2 separate regions of the Arachis hypogaea genome follow, and region 1 is linked to region 2. Evidence: chromatin contacts called from public Hi-C data. All regions are on one chromosome and are shown on one strand. Each heading gives the region's core, a stretch centred on a gene start, on an enhancer-like site or on the middle of the called end of the contact. The rest is flanking DNA. Distances are from core to core; before and after follow the strand shown. Region 1 has its middle 5.4 kb from the start of LOC140176355. Region 2 overlaps LOC112720826 (NADH dehydrogenase [ubiquinone] 1 beta subcomplex subunit 8, mitochondrial).

What was found. A called contact is a pair of places that touch in the nucleus more often than the background predicts.
Region 1: a contact with region 2 is called in a Hi-C map of leaf, with 2.5 times the contacts expected there. The contact joins two enhancer-like sites. A contact is called at or near these places in 2 of 8 Hi-C or Micro-C datasets (leaf and an unstated tissue).

What each region holds. Positions count from the first base shown.
Region 1 is chr11:48,911,752-48,914,451 of arahy.Tifrunner.gnm2.J5K5, reverse strand. No RefSeq gene overlaps it. Among protein-coding and RNA genes, the nearest start is that of LOC140176355, 5.4 kb to the right of the region's middle. Within about 2 kb of position 1,326, at least 2 of the 3 cell types and tissues checked have open chromatin away from gene starts, as enhancers often do.
Region 2 is chr11:48,609,654-48,612,353 of arahy.Tifrunner.gnm2.J5K5, reverse strand. LOC112720826 (NADH dehydrogenase [ubiquinone] 1 beta subcomplex subunit 8, mitochondrial) reads right to left here. Exons shown (of 4, transcript XM_025771922.3): 4 at 1,969-2,183. The coding sequence ends at 2,127. Among protein-coding and RNA genes, the nearest start is that of LOC112720826, 6.0 kb to the right of the region's middle. Within about 2 kb of position 1,288, at least 2 of the 3 cell types and tissues checked have open chromatin away from gene starts, as enhancers often do.

The DNA.
Region 1 (2,700 bases), core at 77-2,576, 300 kb before region 2:
GGGGATCAGGTGTGCTTTACCTGCATGTGGTGTCAGCAGGTAAGAAATCGGACGGTGCGAGTGGGGCGAGGCTTATCGGACAGTCCGACTTATTCACTACAACACAGACCATGCGAGTTGTTGAGGGAAAATAAAAAAGAAATTTTCATTCATGCAGAACTCGAAATGTCCGATAAGTTTCATATAAATTTCAGATATTTCCTTCATACAAAACGGACCCTCCGATTTGCTTACAAAAAATTTTCAACAATGAAATCGAAGGGTCCAATTTCTTAACACCAAATTTGAACAAAAATTGTCCCACAAATTGGTCTACTACCTCTAACATCTATAATTATGCACAACACATTCACAGCTTCCATAACAAAAAAATCAACCACAACATGCAATGTGTCTTTTGTAACAATATCACAATAGTCAAAATAATAGGAAATTTAATTCTTTAAGCAAGTGTATGTATTATATAAGTTTGAAATTCTTATTTAAATTTCAAGAAATTAAATTGAATTAGTTGAATTTTCCATAACAAAAATTGATAAGGCTTACTAAAAAATATACATGTTATTATAAAATTATTTTATTTCAAAAATTTAAACACCACGGGAATAACGTTATTTGCACTAATTTTTTTTTTTACAATTCTTTTGTACACTTTTAGCTTTTTAATATTCAAAATGATCGATAAAAAGTAAAAGAAGATAAAATATTTTTTTATACCATAAAAAGAGAATATATAAAAAAGGTTATGTACAAAAAAAATGCAAATATTATTTTTAAATTTACACTGATAACTAAAGATACATAAATAATTTTATATATAATTCATCTCTTCAAACAATAATCTCTTTTCAACTTAAAATGTGATTATACATAAATATTTTTTTATTTCTCATATACTAAATTTTTTCTTATTCTAAGAATCAAAGCCTAAATCGTTTTATTAAAAACATGTATATATTATAAAATCACTTGACGAAAAGAGATTAAACCGACAAGTAGAATCATGGATTATATATCTAACGCTACCATAAGTTTGTCCCTCGTAATAATAACAATCCATCCACTACCGAGGAAGCTATAGGGATATAGTAGTAACTAGTTCATTATGTTATTGTGGATTAATCATTTTTATCATTGGACTAAATTTTAATTAGTATAAAAAAAAGTAGTACTTTGAAGAAAAAGAAAATCACATAATTCTTATATCAGATAAAATTCCAATTATATTTGATATAAAAAATTAGTGGGGCACAGAGAGATGGAGAGAAAGAGATAGGGAATATAAATGGAAGTTTTGGAATCATGTGCTGTGGTTTTGTGATTTCGAGAGAGTACTGAGTCTCCGTGACCGTGAGCTGGCTGCAGGAGGTCAGTCCGTGACCTAGCTAGTTCAGTTCGAGTCATGATTTTTAAAATTGGACTGGACCGACCGATCGATCTAATCGAAAATTGACAATGTCAACGGTCCGGACACTCGAACGTTCCCACTGCGTGCTTTTCATTTTCATTGCATCCATCCCTATCTAGTATCCTGTTTCTATTATCTTTTATATATTCATTGGGAAAGTTTTCACATATGTCATTGTACTTTATGAAACGTTTCAAGTATTCCATCGTACTTTCTTGAAAATTGGATATACGTTTAGATAATATTGTGTCCATTTATTATGTAGCGAAGAATTGAAGGACAACAATAATCCTTAGCAAAGGTTTAAAAAGATGATATTGGATAGTTTTAGAAATGGGGTAGCACAGTGTGACGAAAGTCAGCTATATTACTATGATCGTAGTGATTTCGCTTGTGTTGTATGAAGTATGTTCTTTTGGTCAAAATTAATAGAAAAAAAATGATGAATTTAACAATTAGAAATGGACTATATTTAATTAGGTGAATTCTATCCAATTTTCTCTAAAATAACGTATAAATTATTCTTTATCATGTGTCACGTTTTAATTGGTTATTATATTAACCATAGTTGGATTATTTTGTAATTTATTATTTGAGATGGGTAATGATATAATTTCTTAAAATATCAACACCTCACTCCCGTTAATTGAAACATCTTTCCACTCCTCCATTCTTTCTCCGTCACGTAGCTTCAGTACTTCCAAGCATCGTAGTCGCCGTGGTGACAAGAAGAACGACGTCGTCGTCATCTACTGCCCTCTCACGCAATCTCTCTTTCTTTATCCCTTAACGACGTCGTTGAATTCCCATCGTCAATAACTTTGCCGTCCTATTCAATATAGCCAGCGCCGAAATCATCGCTATCTCCTATCCTCTCACTCAATGCCGTGGATCACTCTTTACTAACATAAGTAATGTTTAGTTTGGTTATTAAAAGTATAATAAAATAAATCTATTCAGAGTACTTAAAAGTGTAATTAAAATAAAGAACATGTTGGAATAAATTATTTTATTAATCCAGATCATCCATATTGAGTCACCAAAAATATATCATAATGTGGAAGCGTACCTTTACTAATAGAAATTAGAAATTAGATGGAAGGATTGTCTCAATCTTGTGGTTCCTTCGATCTTCCTCAACTAAAGCCTTCTGTATTCCTAGGCGACTGGATTGCAACTCTTTTGATGGGGAAAGAGCAACAAAGGCGGCTTTGGTATATTGGGGACCGAAACCCTGAAGGACTATTTATATTTGAGCATGACACCCATTAAACCGTAAAGCCCAAATAAAA
Region 2 (2,700 bases), core at 39-2,538:
GGGTTGGTGGACATGTATGTCGGGCGTATGTGTTTTGGACTCCAATTTTCTTCTTTTTGGGTATGTTTTGTTCTTTAGGGCACGGTTTTGCTACCCTTAAACTATATCACGGTTTTGATATTTCGGCCTACTTATGATTATTCAAACTTAATATACGCCTCAATGATTGACACTTGTGATTGAGTTTGATAATAGATTGAAAACATATCTTGCATGATTGCTTCTTCAATGACATAGATTATATGAAATTGAATAAACTTACCAAATACTAATATAGGATGTCTAAATAAAATACATGGCTCTTCGATATTTGAGGATTTATCCATTTATAAATTACACGTTTTCGTTCCCCAAATGATATCATGGAAGAAACAACAAAATCAGACGAATTCTCATATACGAATTTTATCCTCTCATATATTTATAATAAAATTTGACTATTATTCTTAACATAAATCTATCATCTATTTTTCTTTTTCTCACTAAACACCTCTCATCTACTAAGAAGCTCTTTTTACTGAGCTCTTAGTGAAACAATTGGAAATGAAGAAGAGAAAGAAGAAAAAGAAGGGGAAAGGTGCTGGATTTCTAAATTAAGGACACTTAAATTGAATCCTACGATTTTCGGATTTAAAAATGTTTCACAATACAAGTTTTACCCTCCGATATCAGTTTTTCAAATTAAAAAAATAAATAAATATCTACAAAATATAGACACTGATACGGACATGGGACACGACATGACATGTGATACATTGACACACGAATTATAAAATTGTATAAGACACACGGACACGCATATATATAAAATATAAAGTATTTTTTAGATAAATCGTAATGATATTTTGATATTTTATTGATATTAAAACATAAATTAATTTTTAATTATTTTTAATATCTTATTTAAATATATAAAATATTTTTTGTTTTAATAAATAATAATATATACTATTTTTAAATTTATTTAAAAAATAAATGTTAAAATAAGACTAGACACACTGATACATGATGGTGGTTTAAGTATGTCCAAGCATATTTAAAGAAAAAAATTTTATTTTTTATTAATACACGATGACAGGATTGGACAAAGTAGATACGTGTATAGACAAGTGTGAACAGCTGTCAACACGTTTGTAATCCATAATGAAAAAAACTAGTCACAGAAAGTAAAAGGTTATTCCACGTCCCCAGAATTGAGAAATGATCATAGCATTCTACACCCATATATACAGGAGAAATGATCATAGCATTCTACACCCATATATACAGCCTTCGGTGGATTTAAGCTGTATTATTCAGTCCAACTTGAGGTTTATAACTTGATTACTCAATTTATTAATGCCTCTTGTCACCTAAATAGCATATAAATTGGATTCACACCGCTCCGAGATTTCCAATCAGTTGGATAATCACGCTTGGGTTATGCGATTGTGTTGTTTTGAGGTTTCAATAAAGACGGTTTAGATTTTAAATTCAAGGCACGAGGTTCAATTTTTCAGTCTCGTAATATAAAAATTGCTACTAGTATTGTGGAACAGATTTTAAAAGTTTAAGAGCAAAGTAGCGCACTATGAACAACTTGAGGTCCTTTTTCCAATCATAAAAGTGGTTTAAAACTTTAAATAGTGTACACTTTTTTTTTTTTGGTTTCCCACGGTATCCCCTGACCCGGCAGGTCAAGGACTAATCCGTCGCGGTACTGAGCTCCATTTAAGGGTTTGCCGCTGGCCAATGGGTTGCTGCATGCACAAGGCGGGATTCGAACCCCCGACACTTGCTTAAGCGGACTAGTGAGCTAACCACTAGACCAACCCAACTTGGTTAAATAGTGTACACTTTTAAATGGGCAAAGGTTCACGAGTTCAAAAGTCTTACCATCTTATAAAGAGGTTCGGTTTCTTAAAGAGCAAAACAATGGCCCACTCCTCAGTCCTCAGAATAGCCACCATAAGCATGAAAATGAATAAATAAATAAAACCATATTCAGTTTTCATTCCTGTAGCTGGTTCCAGCAAGTCTTCCCACATTCCATTATTTTGAAGTTTGAACTACAAGAGAGCACAAGTTAATGAAAAGAACAATTACATGAAAAACAAGTTCCCATTCCACTATTGCCTTGGATCCATCTATGGTTCACCACCAAGTTCCACGCGCAGATTGTCATATGGATATACTTTGGGTGTCTGGTAACAAAAAATAAAACAGAAATACCTCAGCACATGAAATACTAAGTATTTGCAGAAGGTAGCATTGCTACAATAATATCAAAGTTCAATCGGAATGCACAGTTCATGGAAGCCACAATAAGGGTACATACAATAACAAACAACAAATAAACTTTATTCCACTAGGTGGCCGCAATAAGGGTACATAAAAGACAAAAACCTCCATAGTCAGCAGACCTTGATAACTTCCGTGAGAAAACTATGGATAACAATGAATATTGATGCTGCTAGAATAAGGAATGGATTTTGACAGTTTAAGAACAAAGTTCTAAACTATAGAACTATAATCAGCTAATGTGACTTTTGATACACTTTCCGAGGACAACTATTTCATTTTTGGCTCATACTTGCTTACATCACAAAGTTCAGTTCTACAAGTTGTAAGCAGGGCCTTCAAAATGGCAACACTAACTCTTTAAAGAGGCGGACTATTGAGAATGAAATGGCTTGTTCAACTTAGCAAGTCCACTGGTCC